Linked DNA regions of Rattus norvegicus: region 1 is linked to region 2. Evidence: chromatin contacts called from public Hi-C data. All regions are on one chromosome and are shown on one strand. The core of a region is the stretch at or near the end of the contact, and the rest is flanking DNA. Distances in the headings are between cores, read along the strand shown.

Region 1 (7,427 bases), core at 2,141-4,640, 170 kb before region 2:
AGAACCACTCAAATAAAATTCTCTGAAAAAGGCCGCAAGAAGATTTTCGTTTTTCAAATGTTTACATGTTACAATCTTAAGCATAGGCTATCATGATATCCCTTTTTTGTTTCTTCTAATTTTCAAATTAGTGTCTTAGCACTATGTAAATCAAATTTATTACCAAAGTATGTGGGGTGCTAGGAAAGGGTAGGTATATGTGCCATACATAGAATAAGGTTACTTCATTTTTTCTTTTGTAGTAGGGAATATTTTTTATGCCAAAGTCCCATCCAGTGTTTGTTGTCTACCACTGCTATCAGGCTTGTCTTCCATTGAATAAAACATGTTTGTCATTCTTTAGCACAGTAGTTCTTGCTATTTAAGTTGTAAGGAAGAAATGTTTTACAAAAGAATTGACTTCTGCCTGATCAAAAAACATCTCATGTTTCTGGGCAGCCCTGAGCTGTTTCCCACACTGGCTTTTGTGTGACCTTTGATCTGTGTCTTAGCACTACCATCCATGATTGGCTGAAAACATCACCACAAACTACTCCCGCCCCTCATTTACTCCACTCCACCAAATGTTGGAATAGTCTTGTTACCCTTTTTTTTTTTTTGACACTGGGCCTCCCTTTAGTCTTGACCTTTCTTTTTTTTTTTTTTTTTAAGATTTATTCATTTATTATATGTAAGTACACTATAGCTGTCTTCAGACACACCAGAAGAGGGCATCAGATCCCATTACAGATGGTTGTGAGCCACCATGTGGTTGCTGGGAATTGAACTCAGGCCCTCTGGAAGAGCAGTCGGGTGCTCTTAACCGCTGAGCCATCTCTCCGGCCCTAGTCTTGACCTTTCTAAAGCTTGTTACAGACCAGGATGTCCTCAAACTCAGAGCTCCTGCTGCTGCTGACTTATCCTATGCTTTAAAAAATCATTTTAATGCTTTATCTTTGGTTGTTCTACAGCCCTCTAGAAGTAGGTGTAAGGATGGTTGTGAAACAAAAAGTAGGTCATAGGAATTGAAGCCAGGGACTGCCCCTGCCTTTTTCTCAACCAATTAGCATAATATACATTCTAATAGCTACCTAACCTTTTCCAGCAGATCAGTTGAGTCAACCATAGAAGGATGTATAGGAACAAGGAAACTTAAGTTTGGCTTAATTGGGTATCTAAAGTTTGCCAAACAACACATTTTGTCTCCTAAGTGAGATCAAGGAAAAAAGTTGTTTCTTCAATACCAAGTTCAGGAAAGCTATTATTTATTGGCTAATTATGGGCAAATAAATTTCAGAACATGTTAAAGAGTAATCAGGAAAACTAACCAAGACCAATCAGGTTATCCTGTCAGAATTTTGTTAGCAACCTACATAATTAAAATGTTCAGTGTTGAGACTGATGAGTTTATCTGAGATGTCTCTGAACTAGACAATCTCATACACAATTTTCTACTGTTAGAGACCAAAGCAACTAATTTTTATGATTGTTATGCCGAACCAGGATTTTTTGAACAGATTTAACAATGTTTCTCCATCTTCAGAGTGCTTGGACAAATGTCCAAGCCTGGGTAGAGATTTAAGTATGAGTTGTATGCTTCCGTGTATTAGGGGTCTGAGATGTAGAGTTACGTGCACCATGTGTCTGCAGAGGACTTAAGAGTGCATTGATCATAGGAATGTTGGGTCACTATTGAGGTGGATATTGGGACTACAAAACCTCTAGGTCTAGGAAATACACTAGGTCTTTGAAGTCAAATTAGACTGATAACAAGAAGAAAAAAACTTTATTGTACAAGGTTCGAAATGGATGAGGAAGTTTGGGTGTAGCAGGGCATCCGTGCCCTAATTAGCATCGTATGCCCATTCCGATGGCCATGAAAGTGCCAAAGGTACCGCCACTCTGCATCATGGTTTTCCCAATGCCGCCCATCAGCTCCCGACCCCGCATTCCGATCCTGAAGAGGAAAGCAAGAAGGGGCCATTTGGGAATTCAAATACAGGAATACAGATTTGAAGTACCCCCTTTAAGCAGTAACAACTTGACAATCTTGTTTCATTTGTCATTCTTAAAATGTTTCCCCACGTAGGAAAGCGATGACAAGGAACTTATCCAGGGTCTCTAGGACGTGTACTGAATGCTGCATTGTAGATTGTAGACTACAGAGATTAAGGATGAAATCCATGGGTAGGAAAAGCAGTCATGTTTTTGCCTCTATGCTATACATTATCCAGTAGCCATTTTTCTTCTAGATGATTGCTTAGGGTTTGATTTTCTTTTGTTTAATCTAGGTTAGATTAAAAGTCAATCTCTGCAATTTATAAACTGCACAAAGTATAAAAGGGACATCATTACTTTTACAAACTCAGTAACTACATTTTTCAATTTTTTTCAATTTTTTTTTTTTTTTTTTTTTTTGGATACAGGGTTTTTCTGTCTAATTAATATCTCTGGCTGTCTTGAAACTCACTTTCTATACCAGGCTCTGCCTCTCCGACCAGAGTGCTGAATTTAAGGTGCTCATCACTACTGCTCGGCGGTTAACTACAGTACTTAGCACTACAATTTAGTTCGTGCTAGATAAATAGTAATTTATAAGTTCGGTATCCAGATGTGGCGATGACCATTACAATAGCACTTTAGAACATTTGACGACACCTAATTCTCAGTATAACAAAACGCTTCATCAAGTTTGCTTCACTGTATGTAGTTGGGAGTTAAAATGTCAGGCAACAATAATAACCCTTCGCTAAGTAATTACGATGTGTCATATAACATGTAAAACATACTAATATGATTGATTCTTACAAAAGTACAAGTGGTCAGTTAAGTAAATTCAGCCTCTAACTTGCCTAATGACCCTGAACTACAAAAGAGTCAGAAAGCCATTTTGACATTAAATACTGTGCTTTCAACCTATTCTAAGTGGGCTCCGGAGTCCTAGGAAGCCAGGAAGTTACGTCCGCGCGGCTCACCTGAGACAGGAGAAGGTGCCGAACAGGGCCCCGGCCGCCATACCCACGGCGCAACCCATGACAAAGCCCATCTTCACGCGGTCGAAGCAGCTGGGCTGGGACTGCCCGTAGGGACCCACAGCCACCGGCATCTAGGGTGAGAGGGCTCGGATAGTGAGGGCCTAGCCGCCAGCCGTGGCGTCGGCCAGGGACGCACAGCAGGGTTCCGTAGATTCCGGGACAGAAGCCACCCGCAGCACCCCTCCACCACCCTCCTCGCGACAGAGGACACCGCACGCGCGACGCAGGGCACCAAAGGGCCCCACCTCACCTCGTTCTCTGCCGCGGTCGCTCAGCTCGACGTCTCACACCGAAAGCTAGGCGGAGGGCGCTCGCGGCCCGCCGTATCGTTTCCGGAGCGCGGCGCAATTACTTCCGGGAGCATGGGCTGAAGACTTGCAAGCGACGCAGATGGTGGGCTCTGTTGCTGGGAACATGCTGCTGCGAGCCGCTTGGAGGCGAGCGTCGTTGGCGGCTACCTCTGTGGCCCTGCGAAGGTCCTCGGTGCCCACCCGGGGACTGCGCCTGCGCGGTACGTTCCCTTTCCTTTTTTTTTTTTGCTCCTACTTTTTCTGGAGGAGTGAACCTTTTGGGTCGGTGCTGCTAAGCTCTGCATTGTTGCGGAGCCTACCCGCCGTGTTCCATCACCCAAACCTTCCCGTCGCCTGGTCTCATAGTTTTTCAGAATGGCCCTTACATCCTGCCCCGCACATCCCTTGAGCCGGAGTCTCATCCTTCAGACCTCTCCTGGCCAAGTCTTAAAAGATACTAGTCGAGCCTCTTTCAGCCGCTAACCATTGCGCTTTTCACTTTTCTTCTAAACGGTTTTGCTTTTTACAGCTCATCCCACTCTGTGCTATATAGTTTGAACATTGCTCCCTACTGCTGCCAGCGCCCCTTCCGAGAACCCTGTGTCTATTAATTAACTCGATGTCTTTTAATGTGTGTTGTTGTTTACTTTGACACTGGACATTGGCCTTCCTTAAATTCACCTCTAAGAAGCTTTGACCATCTGTTGTCTTGCGTGCCCTTCGTCCACGGTTTCTCACTTTGCTACTGCACTCTGTTGTCAGTTGTAGATCATGCCCCCCATTCGGCTGTTCCCTCCGAGGCAGAGGCAGTGCTGCGACCTCTCTATATGGACGTGCAGGCTACAACTCCTCTGGTAAGGATTAACAAGGGTCCTTTGTAGGGAGGAAAGGTTAGAAGGTCAAATTTCACCGAAAGACGAAATTTCTGTAGACTTGAGAACCTTTATATGTGCTAGAAAAAGGAGCTGCCAGGAGTCAGGAGGCTTAGATGATAGTTTAATAGAAAAGGCTGTACTGCGTTTTAGCTACTGACCTTGTTAGATCCTTCCAGGGCAGGCATTATAATTAATAGTAAACGTTCAGGAACTGGACATTGTGGCATGGAGAGTTTGAGTGAGCTTAACACCGTCCTGCGCTATATAGGGAGTTTCAAATCTTTGTTGTTGTTGTTTTTTTGCTTTGGTTTGGTTTTAATTTTATGTATGTGTATAGCTGTCTTCCAACACAGTAGAGGAAGACATTGGATTCTGTCACAGAGGGTTGTGAGCCACCATGTGGTTGCTGGGGATTGAACTCAGGACCTCTGGAAGAGCAGTCAGTGCTCTTTAACTGCTGAATCATCTCTCCAGTTCCCTCAAACCTGTGATTAAAGAAAATAAAATGCCAAGGGCTGGAGAGATGGCTCAGTGATTAAGAACATGGACTGCCCTTCCAGATGTCCTGGAATTCCCAGCAACCACAGAGTGGTTCACAACCATCTGTAATGAGATCTGATGCCCTCTTCTGGTGTGTCTGAAGACAGCTACAGTGTACTTATGATAAATAAATAAATAAGCAAGCAAGCCAAAAACAAACAAACATGGAATGTGGAATTACCAGGACTACCATGTAGTAACTTCGTGAATTTGGTAAAGTGTTAAATGAGCGGGAAGAAATAGAAGTCCTGCATTTGATAAACATTCAATAATAATAGTTATTGGGGCTGGATATGTGGCTCAATTGATAGAGAACTTGCCTGGCATGTAGGAAGCCTTGAGCTCAATTCACAGCGCCACACAAAACTGAACTCCTGTAATTCCAATACTTCTTGGAGGCAGGAAGATAGGAATCTTAAGGTCATCCTTGGCTACTTCATCAGCTTAAGGCCTTCTAGGGATACTAGACCCTTTTTATTTATTCATTTACTTTTTTTTTTTTCCGGAGCTGGGGATCGAACCCAGGGCCTTGCGCCTGCTAGGCAAGCGCTCTACCGCTGAGCTAAATCCCCAACCCTATTCATTTACTTTTATCTGCCAAGTGTTTGTTTTTGAATGTTTGTCTCTGCACAACATTAGTGCATTGCCTGGGGAGCCAGAAGCTGGAGTTAAGTAGCCTCTTCTGAGCTGCTTTGTGAGTGCTAGAAATGGAAGCTCCGTCCTCCTGAAGAACAGTTACTGCTCTTAACCTCTGAGCTATATCTCTTCAATCCAAGACCCATTTTAAAAAAAAAACCAGAAACCTGGGCCTGGAGAGATGGCTTAGTGGTTAAGAACACTGACTGTTCATCCAAAGGACCCAGGTTCAATTCCCAGCACCCACATGTCAGCTCACAGTGTTTCCACACTGCAAAGTCACAACTCTCTGTACATGTTTTTTTGTGGCAGCAATGGAAACACCTGTAAAAATGGGTATAAGAGGGCTGGAGAGATGGCTCAGCGGTTAAGAGCACCCAACTGCTCTTCCAGAGGTCCTGAGTTCAATTCCCAGCAACCACATGGTGGCTCACAACCATCTGTAAAGAGATCCGATGCCCTCTTCTGGTGTATCTGAAGACAGCTACAGTGTACTTATATATAATAAATAAATAAATCTTTAAAAAAAAATGGGTATAAGAAGAAGACTGTGAGGAATACAAATACAGACTGCCGAGCCCTGGCCCAGCATTCACAAAGTCTTTGGTTGGATCCCCTAGCACTGCATAAAGCCAGGCATGGCGCCGTATAACTCTAATCCCACATGACTCTAAAGAATTAGGGAGGTAGAGGCAGGAGGATTGGATCAGAAGTTTAAGATCATCATTAATAGTAAGTTTGAGGGTATCTTAAAATAGAGAACTCTAAAAACTAAGAAAAGGACAAGAGAGTCTTGCTGGCAGGGGGATTATTTGATTGGTTTATTTTTTGGGCACAGTGGGGGGTGTTTTGAGACCCAGTCTCAACACCTGTCGCCCTGTTTGTCCTGGAACAACCTCTGTAGACCGGGCCTCCAACTCTGAGCTCTGCCTGCCCCTGCCCGCCCTCCAAATGCTGTGATTAAAAGTGTGTACCACCACATCTAGCAGGCTTATAAATCTGATGAGACCAGATTCAACTACGTAAGACCTTATCTTTCAATAAATAATGGAGAAATCAAAGACAGTACTTACAAACTACTTGCCAGAATGGTAGAACATTGTGATTAGAGGTGGTTTTGATGTAGACATATTTCAGGTTGCTATCTGATTAGCGTTTGAGGAGGTGGAAGAAAGCAGACAGCATCTGAAAGGCTGGAAATACACTAAGCAAAGTGGCCATGTATTGGTGATTGGAGCAGGTTATGAATTGACTTTGGACTCAAGGACACTGATCTGTTTTCTTATGTTCAGGACCCCAGGGTGCTTGATGCCATGCTCCCATACCTTGTCAACTACTATGGGAACCCACATTCTCGGACTCATGCGTATGGCTGGGAGAGCGAGGCAGCCATGGAACGTGCTCGCCAGGTTAGCACAAAGGGCTCTGAGAAGTTCCATCCAGTGGTCTGTGGGAGGCATTTCTTTCTTAGAAATGGAAATAGCTGTTTTTCTAGAAGAAACTCAGATAGGAGCTCTGGGGTTTGACTGTAGGTGTTTAATTAGTTCCCATATTCCCTAGGTAAAGTACCTCTGACAAATCCTCTCATGTCTCTAAGCCTTAAACGCCTCATCTACCGGGTGGAAAGTAAAATAGTTCATGCTGTGTAAGATCATTGGGTAAATGAAATGAGACAGTGCTGGTATAGGCTAAATAACACTATGTAACATACGTAGGGAGATTTCGATGAGTACATTTTTAGAAATGCATTTCTTTGTCAATGGGATGCCTCTGTGATACCTTAGCATAATAACTTGAGTTTGATCCCTAAAATCCATATTATTTGTAGTTTTGTTTATACCACTTCATGTTCCTGGCTGATTACAAGCGTGTACCTGCCTAGAAGCTATCTCACATCCAGGAATAGAAAACACACACACACACACACACACACACACACACACACACACACACACAGAGCAGTTATTCTTAAAATACCTTGGCTAACTCAGTAACTGGGTACTCCTAAATCTTCCCCTGCCACCCTAGGTCCAGTTGGGGAAGTGGCCAGAGGCCATGTACCCGCTGGTTGA
Region 2 (7,648 bases), core at 646-3,145:
CTCCCAGCAAGTCAGGCCCAGGGGGTCTTCAGATCCCAAACTCAGCCCTGTGAGCTCCAGGCATTGCTGACTCACTGGCATTTATTTATTTATTTCCTTGATCAACTGAAAGTCCCCAGGCCAGAAAAGAAGCTCTCCTGTGGGCAAGACACTGTGCCGAGGCCAGCAGGACTCACATACATTTGACAAGAAAGTGACCAGCAGCCTGGGAAGGGACTCTAAGAGTGGCATACTCTAAGCATCAGGGCAGTGAGAGGCTTGGTAGGGAAAGGTACAACTGTCACGATTGATCCTCATTGTCAACTTCGTGACTAAGAATCACCGAGGAGACACACCTCTGTGTGTCTGTGAGGATGAACGAGAAAGGCAAGCCACCTGAGATGACGGCTCCTGAGCTGGAGTTAAAGATCACCAAACAGGGAAGAAAGCCCAGCGGGACCTCGATCCCCTTCCTCTGCCTCCTGGTGACTATGATGCAAGCAAGCAGTATCTCTGCTTCTTTCCTTATTGATTGGTTGGGTTTTTTTGTTGTTGTTTTGAGACAGTGTCTCTTGCTGCAAACTCTGGCCACCACAGACATCAGCCACCATGCTTCCCCCACTTTGACGGATCATATCCTCTCAAGCTGTGAGTCAAAAAAACATAGGTAGACCCCACCTCGAAAAGAAACAGAGAGACAGACAGTGTCCACAACACTGTATAGCTGTAGACGACAGCTGTAATCTCAGCACTCAGGAGGCAGAGGCAGGAGGAACACTGTAAGTTGAGGACAGCCTGGTCTACACAGTGAAGTCCAGGCCATATAGGGCTAGAGTTAGATTTTCTCTCAAATGACCAAAATAAGTAAGTAAATAATGCAAACTGATTTTTAATACATAGGCTGTTTTAAAATACAATTTTTTAATTTTTGTTATACAGACAAGTAATTATAGCATGAAAACTATACATGCTCGAACTCCATATGAAGTGAGAGCAGAGAATTCAGGAAACCCATTGAGGACTAGGATGTGAGGTCAGTGAAGGACTTCCATAGGAACTCCTTAAGATAACAGGAAGAATACTCATGCCACGTCCGAGTCCTTTCTGCTAACAAGTGACACTGGCAATGGCCTCTCACCTCATTTAACTTCTCTTTAAGTTCTTCCTTCTCTTCTCGGGCGCCCCTGAGTTCTGCCTGTAGCTCAGCGCCTGTCTCCTCTGCCTTCCGCAGCTGAGTCTCCAGGTGAGTCTTCTCTTCCCACAGGGCTTCCCTGCTCCTTTCGGCCTCTGCCAGGTCCACCTGCAAAGCACTTCTCAACTGCTCTGCGGCCTCCACTCTGCTGCACATAGACTGGTTCTCCTGCTCCAACTACTGGCCAGAAAGAGAAGGGAGTGCAGGGCATCAAAGGTCAATGGTTAAAATTCCCCTCTGCTTCTGACAGAAACCCACCTACGGGTGAATAGAAGAGAGGATCCACCCATTCAATCCGGTGTCTACATTCTAGGCACCAGCTGGCCCTGACGCTGGGACAGAGATAAAAAAGAAAGGCAAAATCTTGTTCTCAGAGAATTCAGAGTAATACCAGGTGGTAGGACTTGCTATAATCCCAGCCTTGGGAGGTGATGGAGGATCAGGGGACAGTCTTGGCAGCATGAGACACTGTCTCAAAACAACAACAACAAAAAACCAACCAATCAATAAGGAAACAGAAACATTTCTGGATCTCAGGAGAAGTTTTCTCTACTGAAATGACAGGTGAAATATCTAACCAATGGTGATGGTTTGGGGGTAATTTGGGCTATTCAGTACATGTGCCTCACCCAATAGCACGAAATACTTAGTCTCCCTTCCTGGGACATGGTCTGACCCTATCCTGGTAATTTATCCAATGCTTAAAGGTTGCTGCAGGTGGGGCGGGGCCGGGGGTTGGGGTAGGGCCATTATAGTGCTAAAGTCTAATCCTTTGCTCACCTCTGCACTGCAAACTTCTCTTGCTCATTTCAGCTACAACTGGAGGCTGACCTGCCTTCGACTAACCCACTGAGGACTGTCCCACCAGCCCTGGCCTGGGAATCACACCTTTGCTCACCTGGAGAAGCTGCTGGTTCAGCGCAACTTTATCTAAAGCCAAGGCCTCATTTAAGGCCCCAAGCTTGACAGCGGCAGCTCGGAGATCAGCTACCTCTGCCTTCAGGCTGTTCTCCGAACTCGATAGCTCCACAATGGACTGTTCTGCCTAAAAACAAGAGGGTGAAGTGTTTCCTGCTTCGAGTTTCCTTGGAAGAGTAAACCAAACACACTCTCAATACCCACTTTTTTAATGGTAAGCTATCACTCCATTTCCTCCCTTGCATTCTAAAACACGTTTTTCATTCATTTATTTATTCATTCATGAAACAGGTGGCTACAGCATAAAACACAGAAAGCCATGCAAACACCTACAGTTGTCATGATACTATAGAAATGGTAAGGCAACTGAGAACTCAAAGAGGGCATCAGTTCAGTTAGGGAGAGGAGCTGTTATGGAACACAGGCAGGGAGCTGGTTCTTGGGCCAAGGTGAAAGGGAGGTGTGTACAATGTATCAGTGTCAGGAAGGAGATAACTTGACCTCAGCTGATGCTCTGTGGCAAGAGCAAAGGACACCTGGAGTGAGGGTGGGCTTGGGAAGGCAGGCCACAAATGGTTTAAGGCAGATGCAAGAGGTGTTGAATGTGGTACTAGAGTTGACAAGCCATTAAAGTTTTCATATATTGATATGTTTTTTAAGATTTATATATTTATATCTTAAAATCGTGTGTATATGTGTGTATGTATCTTTGTCTATTTTCTCATGAATGAATGAATAAATGTACAAATATGCGTGCAGTGCCTACGAACTCCAGAACAGGATGTCAGATTCCCCTGGAGTTACAGGCAGTTGTGAGTCACCTGGTGTGGGTGCTGGGAAATGGCCTCAGAGTCTCTGCAAGAGCAGTCAGTGCACTCTTCACTACGGAGCCATCTCCAGCCGCACTGGATGGTTTTAAGAGACTAACAACCAGATTTATACTTGAAAAAACAAACTGAATTTCAATGCAGAGGGTGTGGCATGTTGGGAGGGAGAGGACCCAGAAGCAGACTAGTGATTCCAGCCCCTTTTCTAGGAACACAACTTTCCAGCGAGTGAGGTGGCCACGTACCCTGGCCAAGGCTGCAGCCACTTCCTCTTGCTCCTGCTTCAGTAACTCTCCTGCTAGGCGACTTGATTCCAGGGCTTCTCGAAGGGCGATCAGCTCACTTAGTGATTCTGACTGCTTGGCTTCCAGGCCCACCAGTGTCTCCTGACTAAGAAGGGAAGCACAGGGAGCTGGGGAAGTGTTTGGGACTGGCCACAAACCAACTGGAGGCAAGAATATACTTACTTTCTCTATGCACAACAACAAACCAAACAAACACTCGGAATAGGAATGCTCTCCCAGGCAAGTGACAAGGAAAAGTGTACAAAGTGTGCCCGTGGCCCACGGTTCACACAGAGTGAGAGAAAGTGGCACATTAACATGGGGCGGACTGGAAAGATACACGAGAAATTAACTGAAACAGTTACCCACAGAAGAAAAGAGGGTGGGAAGAGAAAGCACAGATGTGGGGAGACTTCCCTGTGTGCATCTCTTTAAATAGGTGGGGGTTGTTGTTGTGTGTTTTGTTGATTGAAACAGGTCTTGCTCTACAGCCCAAGCCGGCTGTGAATTCAGCAATCTTCTTGCCTCTGTCTCCCAAGTGCTAGGATTGCAGGTATGAACCAACATACCCTGGTATCTTTTAAACAGATTGGCTTTTGACTTGCCTAAATCTATTATTGAGTTAAACAGATTAATGGGGTTTTGTTTGTTTGTTTGTTTGGTGTATTTTTTTGAGACAGTGTTTCTCTGTGTTACCTTGGCTGTCCTGGAACTCACTCTGTAGATCTGCCTGCCTCTGGAGATTAGAATTTTTTTTTAAAGATTTGTTTGTTTTATTTATATGTTAGTACACTGTAGTTCTCTTCAGACACTTCAGAAGAGAGCATCACACTACAGATGGTTGTGAGCCACCATGTGGTTGCTGGGAATTGAACTCAGGACCTCTGGAAGAACAGTCAGTGCTCTTAACCGCTGAGCCATCATCTCTCCAGCCCTGGAGATTAAAATTTAAACACACATGTATGTGTGTGGACTGTCTGTCCTTCCTCACAGGGCATGGTCCTAGCCTTTGGCAGGTTTTCAGGATTCCTCAAGCTTCCACCATTTACAAGGTGCAAGGAAGGAGGCACAGAGGAAGGGAATAGGCCAAGGGGAAAACCTGCTACCAGGCTCTCTGCTAGCACTAGAGTGAGCTCAAGCTGGGCAGTCATGGTGCACACCTTCCACCCCAGCACTTAGAATCCCAGCTGGTGGTCTCTGAATTTAAGGCCAGCCTGGTCTACAGAGTGAGTTCCAGGATAGCCAAGGCTACACAGAGAAACTATCTCAAGAAAAAGAAGGGGGAGGGGCAGGATTTAAGGCTAACCTGGGCTACATAGTGAGACCCTTCTCAAACAAACAAGCAAAAAACTTATATTTGTGTCGGGGGAGGGAACCACAATGTGCATGGAGAGGTCAGAGGACAACCCATGGGCATCAGAAGAGTGACTCACATTGAGCCATCATGACAGCCCTGTGCTAGTATTTTATGAAGTACTGCCCCATGTTTTCAATAATTCTTCAAATATCATCTCAAATTTGCCAAGAGACTTACCTCCTGGTGGCAAAGTCAAAATCTACAGCAACCCTCTACAGTCCCTTTCCTTTCTGCAGCGTTACCTAGTGGAATTACAGACTAGTTACTGCCGGCACTGACCCTGGTTTCCCTCTTGACTAGTGGGTCACTTCGCAGTGGTCTTTTCTTCACAGCCAGCGAACTCTAAACTCAGAACTCCTACCTCCTTTTCTTTGCTATTCTGTCCCCATGGTCCCTTTTCCTATAAATTAAAATAGATCAACGCCCCACTCAAAACCAAACCAAACCGTCCTCTATAAAAGTGCCCCTATTTTCAGTAACTATTGCTCCTATGCTTGCGAGACACCGAGTTCGCACTCTAGTGCGGACATCCTTCTTTTAGCTTCCTGTCACAGCATTTGCTTGTCTGACTTTTCACTAGATCTCAAGCTCCTTGACACCACAGTTGGTATCTTACTCATTTTTGTGGCCTTCCCAGTCCCTCATCCCCACAGGGACTCGAGAATGCCTAGATCCCTTTGGGGCCACATACTACATATTCTGCATATTAATACTTATATACAATTCATAACAGTAGCAAAATTTCAGTAATGAAGTAGCAATGAAATAATTTTGTGGTTGGGGTGGCTGTAACATGAGGAACTTATTAAAGGGTCAGCATTAGGAAGATTGAGAACCACCAGGCGACATGAATGTACTGAACTCATCTTTCTACAGAGGAGGAAGCAGTGAGCTAACGTGACCCCACCATGTGTAGGCTTTAGGATCTCTATTTCCTAAGAGTGGGGAAAGCCAGGCCCTGGTGAGGAGATGTCTGGTCACACTCACAGGCGCTCCCTCTCACGGACAGCCAAGTGCAGCTCCTCCTGCTGCTCCAGCTTCTCCCCTTGAGCAGAGTCCCCCTGCAGCTGCAGCTCCACATTCACTCTTCGCAGTCGCCATGCCTCCTGTTCCAGCACCTCTAGTTGCTGCTGCAGCTCACCCCTGGCTGTCTGAAGCAGCTCCCGCTCCCTGAAATTGAGATCAGAGATGAGCAGACCTAAGGACCAAAGGTCAAAGATCCTAGTGGAAAAAGATCTTGTGGAGCCAAAGGCAAGAGAAGCTTGTTTCTATTCAACAACAATATATCATATATATAGCAGAAAATAATTTATTATATAATCTTAGAGACTGAAACCCAAAGGGCTTTCCCACAGGAAATAGAATAAACACCAAAGCAGGCTCAAGCATCTGAGGGTCCAGGACAGCAGGAAGAGTCGGTCAAACACGGGACAGTGAATGGGAAGTGGCTTAATGAGGAATGGGGAACCGAGAATGTGGCTCAGTCCTCAGAATGCTTTCCTGACAAGCCTAAGGTTCTGGGTTTGATTCCCAACCCTGCAAAACTGTAACTAAAAACAGACATGTAGCAAAATAAATTTTTGAAGGCTTTGCTTTCATTAAAAAACAAACAAACAAAACCCAACCAGACATGGAAGGGGAGGAACTAGCAGCCTGCTCACTCACTTGCTGAGAGAGTCCACCTCTCCCTGAAGGTCCACAGTCTGGCCTGCCAGAGCATCACGCTCCCCAGTGAGCTTTTGTAGCCTTTCCCTCAGGGCCTTGCCCTCTTCCTCCCACTGATTGTGCTGCTGCTGCAGGAAGCTCATAGCCTCCTGGCAGCCTGAAAGCTGCTGCCTGAGGTCCTGTGGAAGGAGAGCAAAGGAAAGAAGGCGATGAACAAGAAGCCAAAGGCAAAGGAATGTCTCCAAGGTAAGGGGGCTGGGGTCAGTGGTAATAACAGTCAGCTGGAAACAGACATAACAGTCAGCTAAGGACAGATGTAACAACAGTCAGCTGGGAACAGACATGTGGACAGCTAAGATGCTAATGGATCAGAGGTTATTGGGCTCTGTGGTTCTAGACCTTGGAGCCCACCAGATGTAGTGGCATGAGGGGATATTAAGGGTCTCTTGGAATAGGGAACATTTACATTTTCCCAGGCCTCTGCTTGCTTGTACTCAAAGATTACATCCATGCACTTGGGAGGGAGGGAGGGAGGGAGAGAGAGAGAGAGAGAGAGAGAGAGAGAGAGAGAGAATGAGAATGCATATATACATACGTGTATGTATGTATGTATGTATGTATGTATGTATGTATGTATATATGTATCTGTAAGCCACAAGAACCACTGGGCAAACAGAGACATTAATGAGCATTTTGGGGTACAACTTAATGTCTTGTGACTGGCTAGATGAAAGGGGTAATGCAGACTAGAGGTGTGCCTACGGGCACCCATGCCAGTGGCTGAGGAGCAGCTCTAGGGGCTCTCACCTGCACAGCCTGCTGTCTCCGAGTCAGCACGGAATGTACCAGAGTAAGAGCCTTGTTTGGGTCCTGGGAATCAAACTGGGAAAGGTCATTATAGTCTGACTGCAATGAGTTCTCAGAACCTGGGGTTTGGGTCACAGTGTCCTCTTCTTCCACTGAGGCCTGAAATGCAAGCCAGCGTTACAGAGATTTGCACTAGGCAACCTGAAGGGTTCCTTCACAGGTCCCTCCCTGGGCAGAGCAAAGATGACTGGTCCCTTCATCTCCTCATGTTTGTTCATTTAACTCAGAGTTTGCAACACGGCTAGAATCCCCTCTGGGGCAGTATGTAAGTGGGGAAAAAGGAAGAAAACGTTACTGCAAGGACAGAGTTGGAATTCAGCCTACGACCTAAGAGCCATAGCAGGCAGAGAACCTACCCACTACACAGCGCAGGAAATGACCACTTTACCTACACCCCAATCCCAGGCTTCAAGTACACTAAGGAAACTTAGCCTTACATGACCCTCAGTCCACACCTCAGGCTAGAACTCAAGGCAGCCAAGAACATGGAGAGGTGGGGGCACTGTGCAGTTACAGACAAGAGGCTTACCAGGGCCTGGGTTATATCCTTGATCACGTG

What was found. Hi-C and Micro-C count contacts between places; a contact is called where the count stands out from the background.
Region 1: a contact with region 2 is called in a Hi-C map of kidney, with 3 times the contacts expected there. The contact joins the promoter of Nfs1 here to the enhancer-like site in region 2. A contact is called at or near these places in 2 of 12 Hi-C or Micro-C datasets (frontal cortex and kidney).

Annotation. Positions count from the first base shown.
Region 1 is chr3:165,115,693-165,123,119 of GRCr8, reverse strand. Nfs1 (NFS1 cysteine desulfurase) reads left to right here and starts at 3,390. Exons shown (of 13, transcript NM_053462.2): 1 at 3,390-3,525; 2 at 4,067-4,158; 3 at 6,648-6,764. The coding sequence starts at 3,405. It overlaps Romo1 (reactive oxygen species modulator 1), which reads right to left and starts at 3,326. Exons shown (of 3, transcript NM_001195490.1): 1 at 3,265-3,326; 2 at 2,955-3,085; 3 at 1,726-1,936. The coding sequence starts at 3,085. The coding sequence ends at 1,828. It overlaps Rbm39 (RNA binding motif protein 39), which reads left to right. Exons shown (of 17, transcript NM_001013207.2): 17 at 1-31.
Region 2 is chr3:164,944,883-164,952,530 of GRCr8, reverse strand. It overlaps Cep250 (centrosomal protein 250), which reads right to left. Exons shown (of 33, transcript NM_001427194.1): 9 at 7,619-7,648; 10 at 7,030-7,188; 11 at 6,223-6,401; 12 at 5,545-5,727; 13 at 3,162-3,306; 14 at 2,070-2,216; 15 at 1,118-1,348. Among named protein-coding and RNA genes, the nearest start is that of Cep250, 17 kb to the right of the region's middle. Within about 2 kb of position 1,895, at least 3 of the 93 cell types and tissues checked have an H3K27ac peak or open chromatin away from gene starts, as enhancers often do. A contact at or near this core is called in kidney, where this site is marked.